2 separate regions of the Gossypium hirsutum genome follow, and region 1 is linked to region 2. A link is a contact called in public Hi-C data. All regions are on one chromosome and are shown on one strand. The core of a region is the stretch at or near the end of the contact, and the rest is flanking DNA. Distances in the headings are between cores, read along the strand shown.

Region 1 (6,856 bases), core at 1,700-4,199, 37 kb after region 2:
GGATATGGTGATTCTCTCCTTTCTCTCACACTTAAAAGTCTCAACTCTCATTAAATCAAGGGATAAACATCCCATTTTTGACACAAGATTCCTTAAAACTTGATAATTTTTTTTAGTGTCTCCCAAATTTGAAATAATGTAACTCAAAGCTTATAAAAGAATATTTGATGAATGCACCACAATACTTTGATTATTGTAGTGATTAACAATTATTATATCAAATCTGAATTTTTTATTTTTTTATTTTTTGTAAAATTGAAGGTCCAATCAATTATTTTATAACATGATTAAGTATCAACAACACCCCCACATGTATAGCAAGAAAGAGACATAGACACATAATAACATAGGTGGTGGTTAGCCACGACCAACGACCGAATACAGGGGCTAAAACCTGAATGTGCATGTGTGATGGGCCCTCTATTTCAAAGACATATATTCCTCATATTTTCCATGCATGAATCTTATTATTATACCCAAAAATTCCTAAAATTTATTAAAACTTAATAACAAAAGGAAAAAAAAGTTTTAACAATAGAAGATTAAATCAAAATATGTTCAAAATAAAGTAAATTTAAGTTCGCTTAGGTAAATGGATACGTCTATACTTGGTCATATTTATTAAACTTGGTGATTTAATTATATAATAATAGAATCTATATTCAAGTGCAACCATTTAATTTGTTGTTGTTGAGTGTGTTGGTACAAGATTTAGTTGGTTGTTCCGTTAGTCAGTTCATCCTTTTTTTTTCTTTAGTATAGATGATTAGAGTAGGGAGGAGGAAGACTCTATGGTGAAAAAGAAAAAATAAAAAGCAAGATTGTCTAGAGAGCTGATGCCACCAAGAGGGTCTTTAAAAATGTGTATAAGGAAAAAAATTTTGGGTCGGATTAAAATATGTTTTATTATAATTATAAAATAGAGTGTTATATGAATGTAATAATTGATTATAGAAAAAATTTGTGACAATTCGTAGAATGATATTTCTAGATCTAAAAATTGTTGATTGCTACAAACATTTGACATTTATGATTATATTTATGGTAAAGATTGTTTAATTGTTTCATGCCATTATTTTTTTTGGGTGAATTTTCATGCCATTATTTTTACCATGATATGCACTTGAGTTTGAATATTAATATTTATTAGTGTCAACCCATTTTCCTACTTTTAATTTTCTCTTTTTTTTAATATAATAATTATATTAATAGTCCTCTAATTATTAGTAAAAAATTTATCCTCTAATTGTTAGTAAAAAAAATTTGTCATTAAATTATGAAAAGTTACAAAATGAGCACACAACTATTAATATTTTTTTAATCACTCAACTACGAAAAGTTACAAAATAATTACTCAATTATTCAATTTTGTCTTTTTTAATAACCTAACTATTATGGATTTTTGGATTATTTTTTTTACGTTAGCTAGCTGGTGATAAAAAAAATTAAATAGTTGAATGATTATTTTATAACTTTTTATAATTTAATTATCAAAGAAAAATACTAATTAATAGTTAAGTGACTACTAGTATAATTTACTCTATAAATAATTACATTTCATATATATATATACTATTATCCCCAAGAGATGATATAATAGTAAAGAACGGGTTACCTTTAGCTAGAAACTTGTGAAGATAGGAAGGCATGCCCATAGAAAGGGAAAAGGAAAAGCACAAGGAAGATACTCTCACACCTCCCATAAGATATGCTTCTTGTTGGCATTCCCAAGCCTGAGATTTTATGCGCATGGAAACTGATTTCAATCTTTCAAATCAATCACAGAGTTGCATTGTCTTTATAAATCCTAGAAACATGCATGCATGAATAGATATCATTTCATTCTTGTTTTCTTCTTCTTAATCACAAGTAGAATAATATTTGAAATATATATGGTCCATTGTCTTCTTCATTAATTATTGACGCTTTTGTTCTTTTTAGAGAGAGATTTTTTAAATCCTATACATATATATATAGAGAGAGTATAATATATTTCTTCCTTATAGCCAGAAAAACCAGGAATTATATACAATAATTAATGACCCTGAGACGTGAGAACCTTCTCTATATGGAATATAGAGCTCAGCTAGCTAAGATGTTTAGTAAATTCAGAAGAGAATATTTTTCTTTCATAGATCCAACTAAGAATTCAGTTTTTTTTTTAAATAAAGAAAAAACAAAGATCACATATTGATGAACAAATATTCCATCTTTTATTTAGAATAAACTTAAAAGATTTTTTCCAAAAATTTCATGTGATATCTGTACATAAATGCTATGTATCAATAATAAGATTAAGAGTGTATAAAGATTTTCCCTTGAAAGTTGAAACTACAAAAGATTAATATAATATGTATGTATGTATGTATGTATGTATGTATGTATGTATGTATGTATGTATGTATGTATGTATGTATAAAGGGCAATTTATAGGTTATCAACTTTTAACATATAAAGTTTTATATAAATATATAGTAAGATTTTAACTTCATCAAACTATATCTTCGAACTTGTATAATTAACAAATTAAATCATTTATGCTAACTTCGTTAAATAATTTTAAAGCTAAAGTTACCTTAGCATGCATACATATATATTATATCAACAAATGCTAAGTGTATGAAAAAAACACATTATGCATTCAAACAAACAACATAAATTCGAATTTTTGATACGAGGAAAGAATATTAAAGAAAAATACGCATGCATACTATATAATAATAGAAGTTAATATATACATACGATCGCATTTTTCAATAATAGAATTTCAACCAACAATAAAATTAAAAAGTATATATGAAATTTGATGTTAAATTAAGTAGTCTGAACTGCAAATTACCCTATGGAAATGCTATGGGCTCCATTTCTTTGGGTACCTTTACAGTGGATTTGCATGATCAGGCTTGGGCTAAATGCTTTTCTAATTGCCCCTTTTGAGAGCCCATTAATGAGACAAAGCCTAGGCTTTTTTCGCCTATACCTAACCCGAATTCTATGCTGGTTGGTCTCTTCCCATCTCATCTTGCGCCAATGAAGAAAGAGTTCAAGAGACAACACCAAGAGAATCAAATTAACCTCTAACTGCAAGAGCTTTCATCTTTTTAAAGTCTTTTCTTAGCCGACGACCTTATTCGAACCATATTTGGATTTTGATCAGAATTATAATCCTTTTAAAATGTATTTGGTTGAGTAGAAAAGCGGAAGGATGGAAAGAGGGGTTAAAAAGTAAAAAAATTAATAAATTTTAAATTTATTTGGTAAGAAAAAAAAGTAGGAGAGTTGATTATTTTTCATCTTAATACATAAAAACTAATTCTTCTATACCGGAATGATGAAATGAGAGAGAGATGTATGTCAATTCAAAATTATGTGTTTTTCAAATATTTTAATTTTTTTCCTTTCATTTTTTTAACTCTATTAATGAATAATTTTTCTATCTTTTCTATCAAGCACACCTATGAAGAGAAAATTTATATTTTTCATCTTTCTATTTTTTTACCTTTTCAAGTTTTCGATCTTTTCAAATTTTTTTCTACTCTACTAAATAAAACCTAAAGTAGATTTTATACTCCCACTAAATTGGGATTTAAATAATTAATTACAAAAATTAATTTAATTTTATTAAATAAGGCTTTTTTTAAGGAAATATATAAATATGTCTTGTTTAAATATTTTATATTTTAGTATTTTATGTATATAATTTAAAATTAATACATTATGCAAAGGTTTAAATGTAAAATTGAGCCTCAAATTATACTACCTTTACGTAGGAATCTAAACTTCTTTTTGGTCAATAATGGCACCTAAATTATTTGTTTTGTCTCATTTTAATTTAAGAGTGTGATGTGTGTCATATTTTTATTAGGTGTGATATGTTTTTAGATAGAATGAGACGAAATTAATGGTTAAAATACCCTTCTTGACTAAAAAAACAAAAAAAAAAACTTTAACTAGTTAAGTAAGAAAAGTTGTATAGTTTGAGTGCTAACTTTGTAGTTAAGCCTTATGCAAAATATGACATAATTTGGGATTGACAAAGGTTCAATGTAACCAACAGTGACAGCCAAGAATTTATTTTAGGGGAAAATTAAATTATATTTTTAAGGAGTTAAAAGTATAATTTTATTATTATATTAATATATTATTTTTAAAAAATTAAAAGATTAAACTTAATTTTACCATCTTAGGGGAGTTAAACTGCAATTAAACCATTATATTAATTTAAAAATTCAAAAATCTGTCTACAAAAATTATTGTGATAGAGTTAAAACATGACATGATGTTGAATGCATGCACTAATCCATTTAAACAAAATTTTAGTTTTAAAATTAAAATAATTTATTACTAAGATAAATTACTTAAATAATTAAAAATAAAATCATTATAGATCATGAACACAAACATATATTTTTTCTTCAAATTGAATCATGATGGTATACTAAACTCAAAATTAAATAATTAATGCATGATATAAATATAATATAAGATAAATAATTACAAAGTAATATATAAAATAAAATAAAAAATATGAATGGAATGATTAGGACAAAAAATATAAATTATTAATGCATAATATATATTTAAAATAATAAATTTATAATATTTTAAACATATTTGAAAATAACACAAATTTTTTCTTTTCAATTTTCTTTTTCTTTCTTTCTCTTCTTTCTCTCCTGTTTCTTTCCCCACCCTAACCTCCCACAACCCATAACCCAAAGAAAAAGAAGAGGCCAGGTGTCAAAAGCCCAAGTCCTTACATCTACAATAAATCTATGTATACTAGTTTTATATATGGTTATAGATAAATACTAATTTGCATGTTCATATGATTCACGATTGATTGATTATGTATATCAATTAAAATATATTTAATTATTTTATAATTTTAAAAATATAATTTTAAATAAATATTAGCTTAAATTTTTGAAACATAATTTTTGTTTAAATAATATATAGAACCGCTTAAAATTAACACACAATATAATTATTTTTATAATCTTTCAAATACTTGTTTATATAGTTTTTAAATTTTAAAATTTTCTTGGAAAAAAATTTGAAAACATATTTGTAAAGATAAATAGTTTTAAATTTTTCTTTGAAAATGTAGTACTTTAATTATAATTGTCAAATTTTTAATTAACAAATAGTAATATGAGTGATGTACATTAGGATAAGAAATTTGATGTATTTTAGGATTCTAATGTTTATTAGAAATAGAATTTTATATTATTTATATTTATGTCTATAAATAGACTTTAGAAAAATATTATAAATACCCTGGTTGATAACAAAATACATAATTCACTCTTCATTTATAAAACCTCTCACCCGTCTTGACATAAAGTACACGTGGGAGCTGCACTTTCAAACTTAAATCAATAATTTTCTTTTATATTTGTTTCACAATATATTAGTATTCCTTAAAACAAATTAACCAAGTTTTGAAAAATTCAATATGATTAAAAACCGATTTGGGCCATCAAATATCAATAGGAACTTTTCCCAATCATAAAACAAGTGTACGATGTTCTTTGGGTTAAAATGAGGTCATCCAGATTGAGGAAAATGGGAAATTTATTATAACGTAAAATTAAGAACAATTTAAATAAAATCATAAAATATGATACAAATCATTTTGAATGCCTTAAAATAATCTTCGAATCGTCTAAAAACTTTCCACAGGCAATCGGAGAGCTCAAAACGACTAAAACAGTGCAAAGGGGCTTGTCCAAAGGCTAGGTATCAGGACCCAAGCCTAGAACTGTAGTATTTTAGCTACTAACTTGTTACGATCCAATACTTATTGTTAGGGTACTGGACTCTGGGCCCTTGAAACTAAAAATTAAGCTAAAAGTACTTAAAATCATGCCCATACTCATCTATGTCATATCCATAAACTATCAAATCATTATAACACGATTCCTAAACTCATAAAGACTTTAAATACAAGCCTTAAATGCGTTCCAAGTGAACAACGAAACAAAAGCTTATAAAGAGTTGTTAAATGAGTTTGAAATTTACAAATAACCTTACAAATTCTATTCCAATTTACATGCCAAGATTCAAAGTTAATTAAAACTAAATTAAGGAACTACAATCTTAAACTCAAATCACAATGTGATGCTCCCAAGTTAAAAATATTATATTCTTGAAAAAATTCAAAATCTATTCATTTAAAATAATTAATACGTGAACTCGATAAATACTCAAATATAACCCTACTTATCCTATCCTATTATTAATGTTGAAGAACACTTTAGTCATGTCTATTACATAATGTACTCATCGAATTTTAAGGTTGCAAACAAATTTAATCCTTATTACCAAATTTTAAAGGCTCAGTTTACCTATTAATAATCTATTAGTCATTCTCAAATTCATGTTCGAAACTCTTATTACGGGTACCAATATTGTTTAATCCAAACTTTATTTCCTTTTTGGCCTTAGCTTTCTAACATATTCACATGTGAGTTCCAGTTATGGCCATTAGTACATTATGCAAGTCATATATTCCCTTGTTCATTTGTCTATTTAGAATCATAAGTTTTAATATCAATTTTTATGTACATAAGAGTGTGCTGCTACCCCTTAGCATTCTATTTAGAGCAGCAGTTGTATTTTATATCAAAATATTATTTAATTTAGTTTTATTCTAATAGAATTCTTGTATTAATTTTCTATAAATAGAAACTATGTTTTGAACTATTTACACATTTCATATACATTATTTTGACAAAAAAATAGTGAACATTTATAAATCTATTTTTTTTAGAAAAAATTTGCACGCTTCTGGTTATAGAGAGAATTAACTTTCCTAATGAAAGTTAATAATTTTTTTCATTCCATGCGATTG
Region 2 (7,527 bases), core at 4,102-6,601:
TTGCCGTCCAGCCCAAATAACTTTTGGGTCTAATTTCCTTTTAAATCCTTTCTCATTAGACTCTTAAGCTATTTAATCATTCTAGCAACTTTTACACCTATTACAATTTAGTTCTTTTCATTTAATTGACTACCCAAACATTAAAATTTCCTAACGAAATTTTAATACCACATTAATAACATTTCATAAATATTTATAAAATTATTTTTGACTTGGTTTTACGAGATAGAGGTCTCGATACATTGTTTTTTACCCAATTTCCTCAATAATTTCTTTTTCTATGTAATCACTAAATCGGTAAAAATTTTCTATCAATATTTTCATACGATTTTCCTATCATATCAATTTTCAAGCAAAAATATTGAAATAAATTTCTCTTTAAATTGGATCTATGGTTACGAAACCATTGTTCCGATAACCTTGAATTTAGGTCATTACATGTTTCCCCTTCCTTATTCTTTTTGTGCATGGAGGAGCACATAAAGAATTAACTCCTCTATGTCTATTTCTCATACATGGGAGATCAACAAAATACAATCAAGTAACACATACAACACTATTCATCATGAATCAATAAATGCAAAGCAGAGGATAAAAATAAGTAATCCTACCAAACAAAGAATTAGCCATTTCATCCATATTACAAAATTAAGGGTGACCACAAATCACCTATCTTTGCTAACATCTATTCCAGCGTTGTAATATAAAACAAACAATCTAATAAAGAAAAGTGGTTCAAAATCAAATACCCATAAAATCAAACACATAAAAAAGCCCAATTCAAACACAAAATGTAACACCCCTAGCTCGTATCCGTCGCCAGAATAAGGTTTCGGAGCATTACTCGGATTTACATATCATTTAGCAAAAATTTCCGTTAAATACTTACCGATTCAATGTATCCTATAGATAAATATATTATTATTCAATCAATAGCTTGGCACTTGTCTTAGCATCAATCAACATTGTTAGTATACTTACGCATATTTTATATAAACTCAACATTGATATACTTATTTTCTCAACACGTCACACTTGAGTTTAATAATTGTCTCCACCTACATAATTTCCTTGTATCAACAAATCAAAGATAATCATATATGTGCATGTCATGAAATATATCATTCTCTTACCGTTTAAAATCATTTATTTCATTATATTAAAATTTCATGTACCATAATTTCCATATATTTCACGTATATTTATTCCGATAATAATTCATATCAAACTTAACATAAATCAAATTCTATATGCACATACTTTCCACACCATGTGTCCATATAACATGTATAAATTATTTTATATATACTTCAAGCATATATGGTAATAATTCATTTCGTATTCATATTGTTTCATATTATATGAATGTACTAGTATTTCACATTCAATCCAATATAACATACAATTTAACATATTTTCATGCTCAATTATGATACACAAATTTACCTTACAAAATTGCAAAAATAACCTGATTTAGGGGCATTTTGGTAATTTTTTATTTTCCCCGATTTTCATCCGATCTTGATCTAAATTGATAATTCCATTCAATTTATTAATTTAGACAATAAGTCAATTCATTTCCTTCAAATTGGTCATTTTTGATATCCTTACAAAATTACCCCTAAAATTTTACTTTTATTCAATTTAGTCTCTGAGCCTAAAACATACAAATTAGTCATGCTATCTGAATATTCATACATATTCTCCTCCTCCTCCTCTCCATTCCTTATCTGTAATTTATATAATATGCTACAAGTAACATTATCAATACTTTCACTATTCACTTATATGTATATTCAAAACTGTTCATTTGCGTCATAGTCACTAAATTATTTATATCTTTAGCTACAGACCTCAAAATTAAGATCAGATAATTTTCCCTAAAACTAGACTTACATATATTCTTACCATAAAATTTTCAGAATTTTTGGCTTAGTCAATAAGTACAGTTTATTCTTTAAAGCCACTTCTATTCTGCTGTCTGACAGTCCTGACCCTTCTTTACTAAAAATTAATTATCTCCTCTTACAGGATTCAAATGATGTTCTCATTTATTTCTCTTGAAAATAGACTCATTTATAATTCTAAACATATAAATTTAAGCCCCTAATTATTTTTATCCAACTTTTTATGATTTTCCAAATTCAGAAAGGGGAACCCGAAATCATTCTGACCTTGTCTCACAAAATTTATCATATTTCATGATTTAAAATTGTATTGCTTACACTGTTTCTTCTATAAGAAACTAGACTCAATAAGCTTTAATTTCATATTTTATTCAATCTCTAATTCAACTTCCAAATTTTTTTGTGATTTTTAAAAGTTAGCCTACTGCTGCTGTCCAAAACTGTTTTAGTGCAAGATATTATTTATCATGTTTATAACACCCTTATTCCCTTTCTCTACAATATTTCACATCACTTTCTCCTATTTCCCTTCACTAACTCATCAAGATCATAGAACCTTATATAAGAAGACTCTACTATAACATTATTTCCATGTTTTCTCAATAATAACAAACTTAAAAATATATTGAAATATTGATGTACTTACCTTGTTCTATTGATTCCAATCTTTAATTTAATTTTCTCTCTCCTCCAGCTTCTATTCCTTGAATCCAATTTGATATTTTAACTCCCCATAGTAACATTTTTCTCCCTTGATAGCTATGGAAATTCTTTTGATTTTTAGGTGAAAATAGTGAATTTTTGATAGAAGGACTAAATTGTAAAGAATAAAAAGTTTCTTTCTTCTCCTTTCTTCTTCCTAACGTGATTGCATGTAAAATGGGTGAGAATTTCCTCATATTTCTTTCTTTATATATACTAATAAAATAATAATAAAATAATAAAATATCATATATAAAAAATCAAATTAAAATATTAATAACTAATAATTAATTAATTAATTAATCTAAAATATCTCCAACATCATCATTACTTTCTAAATTTCCCTCTATTCCAATTGACCATTTTTCCCTTTGTGATCTTTTGAAATTCCATTATTGAGTCATCACTTAATTTTGGTAAAATTACAATTTAGTCCCTCATAATTCTTCACCTATTCAATTTGGTCCTAATTCATCAAATTTTCCTTGGTTTCTAGATCCTTCCACCCTTAAAATATTTTCACTATTAGCCCTTCAAATTTTTATATTTACACTTTAATCCCTCAAATTTTGAGTATTTACTTTTGGGCCCCAAAACTTTTCTCACTTCTACAATTTAGTCCTTTCTTGAATCAATATGTCATAATATACTTCCCACTGACATAACTCAATTTTCCTTTTGTTGTCACTTTATTTCCTTATTTTACTATATTAAGAGTAATATCTTACTGTATAAATTTTCGGGGTGTTACACAAAACCATTAACTCCATCACAAATTGAACCTGATCAGGATCCCATCTAATCAATTCCACAAAGAATAAAATTCATTTAAAAAAATACAAACAAACCGAATTGCTGACTTAATAGATCTATTGAAGTCTAGGACTTAATTAAAACTACCTACTTTAATCTCACATCAATTCGAAAAGCTTTCTTTTCAATTATTATCGGGGAACAACCAGAGGGAAAAAAGAATATATGAAAACAAAAATGTTAATACATTTTGCTCAGAAGCAAGCAAACAAGCCATATAATTCCAAAACGGTTCTAAATTTCTTATTATTTCCCATAGTTAATTGTCTCACAGCCTATTTTGACAATTGAGTTTTGAACTTAAATCGACTAATTTCACTTGAAATGGCAAATCGTTGAAGGGAAGTAGACGAAAAAATTGAAGAGAAAAATCACCAAATTGTTGAGAGTTTCATTTTTGAAAAGACTAGAAATGGCTAGGGCCTTTTTCTTTTTGTCAACAAAACTACTGCTAGCTGTTTTTGATACAAAGATGAATCCTAGGCAGGGGACGCAATGAAGGGAAGGGAAGGAGAAGGAGAGAGCGTTTAGCAAGTTCTGATGCTGGGATGTGAAGAGGAAAAACTTCGGAAAATATCTTACCGAAATAAAAAGGGTAAGACATTTTCCCCAAAAAAGACCTCCTTTTCCCGTGTTTTGTATAATGTTTTACCGTAGAAAATTATTTTCAGCCAAACAAACATTGGAAAAGGCTGAAAAGCTTTTACAAAAAAGCTTTTACAGGTAAACAAACGGAGCCTAAAACTTTTCAAATAATCATGCTAAAATAGATTTTCCTTTTAATTGTTAGGAGGTTACTTTTTTAAAAAAATTATATGTTTAACTATTTGGACTGGCTGATATCACTGCAAAAGTAGAGAACCAAATTATGTCAAATTAAAACATAAATATTAAATCTCAAATATGAGTACAATAAAAGAATAAAATATACTTTGACTATTATTTTATATTAAAAGAATAAAAATAAAATAGTTGTATATGTATCATGGAGAAAAGCCTAGGGAACCGATTTTATTCGTAGATACATAATTTTTCTTAGAAAATACAGTTTTAACCCACAAAAAAGTTATCTCTATATGATAAGTTAAAAATGTGTACTTTTCAAAAAAAATAAAAATTCAACCTCAACATTTTAACTAAAATTGTTGTGGATAAAAAAAATATAAATAAACTAATGTTATTAAAAAAATAGAATACAAAATATGTCAAATTAAAATAAAGATTAAATTTCAAGTGCGATTCTAGTAGAGAGATTCGACTTGAAATTTGACCACTATAGAGATATAATAAAATATTAAAAAATAAATATTTAAAAAAGAGAGAGTCATGATAATTTTTTAATATTATTTATATAATAAAAATAGTACACTGTGCTAAATACTCACTTTTTTTATTATATTCTAAAAACAAATGACATTCAACCCATACCCACTTTTAGAAATTTTTTACTCAAAAGGTAATTATCATTTAAAATTTTTTGACTGAATTTAATATAATTAATTAATCTAAAAAGAAGTTAAATAAAAAATACATTAATAAAATTAAATAATTAATTAAAAAAATCACTCGCCACTTTTTCGAAAGAGTTAATTTGAATGTATGTCAGTTATAGATTTTCTTTAATTACGAGCAATTTGGCCCAAGCAACAAAACCATGGGCCCAAAGAGGACATTACAGGCTTTTCGAGGTCAGAAACTGACATCCATTAGGGCTTGGGCCTGCTTCATTTCCATTTTCTGGAACATCTCTCGGAACAATGACAGATGCTTACGCAATTAATTTATCCATAAACTTCTGGAACTTGTATTAGATAATGTTAAAATAATACTTGTCGACAACCTAACTTCTTTAGTGATTAAAATGCAAGAAATTATAACGACAGAAGATCGTAGAAGAACATATGAAACTATTAGTTTCATAGTAAAAATCAAGAAAGTTCAAGAGACAGCTTATTCATCCTTTATATATGATAAGTTCCATTTGTACATTATATTCATCATTACTGTATTCCCATTTCATAGAATCCAGAAGAAAGATGGCTCTCATCTCCCAATTATTTGGCGATGAAATATACGACCCTTTCCTTTCAATGGTCAACAAATGTCCAGTCCTTAACACCCCAACAGATTGGAAAGAAACCCCAGAGGCCCATGTGTTCATATCTGATCTTCCGGGGCTCAACAAAAAGGAAGTGAACGTTGAGATTGATGATGAAAGGGTGCTCAAAATATATGGAGAAAGGAAGGAGGATAAAGATGATAAAAATGTTAAGTGGCATAGAGTTGAGCGTTGCAGAGGCGAGTTCCGGAGGAGTTTTTGGTTGCCGGAGAATGTGAAGACCGATGGAGTTAAGGCATCAATGGAGGATGGTGTGCTTGTGGCGACTGTCCCCAAACAAGAAGTGAAGAAACCAGAGAAGAAAATGATTGAGATTGAGGAGATCAAGTGTTGAGTGGAAGAGATTTGAGAAAATTTTCATGTTTGTTTCAGTGTTTTCTTTGGTGTGTTTCATGTGTGTTGTTGTTGCTGCATTTTCATGTAATGTGTATGCTTCTGGCATGTAATACATGCATGTAAAGTTATGAATAAAATGTTTACTGGTTTCTTTTGAGAACGCCTTGTTCTTAGAACTTAACTCAAGCCAAAATTCTCAGTAAATCACTGAGAAAAAACCTTTGAAATAAAATACATATAAGATAACTTGAAGATAATGGGACATACACAAAAATCTCATTCGAAAAGTAAGAATACTTGAGTAAAAATATAGATTTGAAAAGTGAGTTTGAACGAAAAATAAAACTTGTTTTCTTAAATAAGTTAGGTCTTAAGTAGGATTTTTTGACTCAGGTTGAATCAATTGTTTTGTTGTTATTTCGATGATATTTTGTTGCCATTTCGTTGCTAATTTGTTATCATTTTTTTGTTACTATTTGGATATTGTATAAATTTTATTTTATTGTTAATTTTATTACTATTTTAGAGATATTTACTTGCTAAGTTGTAAATATATTACTATTATTTTTTTGGAAGGAGTATTAGTATTATTTAAGTATAAAGATTTTGGTTAATTCATTTTCTATTTTGTTGAGAAATATTTATTTTAATGTTCTTAGTGTATTTTATGTATTATATTTTTTTAAACTTGTTTTTATATAAAAATAATAATCTAAAAAAATTAATATAGACGAGTCAAGTCAAGCTTGTTTTAGCATTTTTAATTTATGTCAGACTCGGAAAAAAATTAGATCCATTTTCTAGACAGAGCCTGGACTTAAAATTTTTCATTGATCTAACTTAAACTTGACTCAATTTGACTCATGATCATGTCTAAATCAACCCAAAATCATGGTAAAAAATTGAATAAAAAATTGGAAAAGTTCAAAATTTTGTTTTTGGTTGAACTAAGTCTAATCATCTTAAATAATTTAAAATTGGAAATTAATAATATAAAATTGTTATAAAATTGTTGTATATAGAAGAGAAAAGAAATATATAAACTAATATGTTTTTAGCAAGTATAATTCTTTATCAACTAGTTATACTATTAATCTATACTATTATTTTAAGTGTTTTATTGAGTTGGTGACACCCTTAACCAGGTCACTAATTCAGTTGTTAAATTATGAAAATGCTATTTTATAATTAAAATAAGTTATAATCTTTTAGGGTACATTAGTATTTTTCATTTAAAAAACTAATAAAAATATGCATATGATGTTATTTAAACTCAAACAAATTACATTAATAAAACCTTTAATTAATCACTCAACTAAAACTTTATTTTGATTTTTTATACATTTTAATTTTAATTATGCACACTTTATTACTTCTATCAATTGTATATCTATACTTACTATTATTTAAGTGTTTTACTGAGTTTGTGTCACCCTCAACTGGGTCATCAACTCAGTTGTTAAATTAAGGAAATTTCATTTCGTTATTAAAATAAGTTATATTATTTGAAGGCATTTTAGTCTTTTTCATTAAAAAAACAAATGAAAATATGCATATAATGGGTTTTGAACTCAAACCAATTAGATCGGTAAAACCTTTAATTTACCATTTAGCTTAAACTTTATTTTGATATTTTGATATATTTTAATT

What was found. A called contact is a pair of places that touch in the nucleus more often than the background predicts.
Region 1: a contact with region 2 is called in a Hi-C map of leaf, with 4 times the contacts expected there. The contact joins the enhancer-like site here to the promoter of LOC107890212 in region 2. A contact is called at or near these places in 6 of 34 Hi-C or Micro-C datasets (fibers, hypocotyl, leaf and 1 more).

What each region holds. Positions count from the first base shown.
Region 1 is chrA09:13,254,397-13,261,252 of Gossypium_hirsutum_v2.1, forward strand. No RefSeq gene overlaps it. Among protein-coding and RNA genes, the nearest start is that of LOC107890213, 23 kb to the left of the region's middle. Within about 2 kb of position 2,950, at least 1 of the 9 cell types and tissues checked has an H3K27ac peak or open chromatin away from gene starts, as enhancers often do. A contact at or near this core is called in leaf, where this site is marked.
Region 2 is chrA09:13,215,077-13,222,603 of Gossypium_hirsutum_v2.1, forward strand. LOC107890212 (18.1 kDa class I heat shock protein) reads left to right here and starts at 5,352. Exons shown (of 1, transcript XM_016814702.2): 1 at 5,352-6,034. The coding sequence starts at 5,390. The coding sequence ends at 5,875.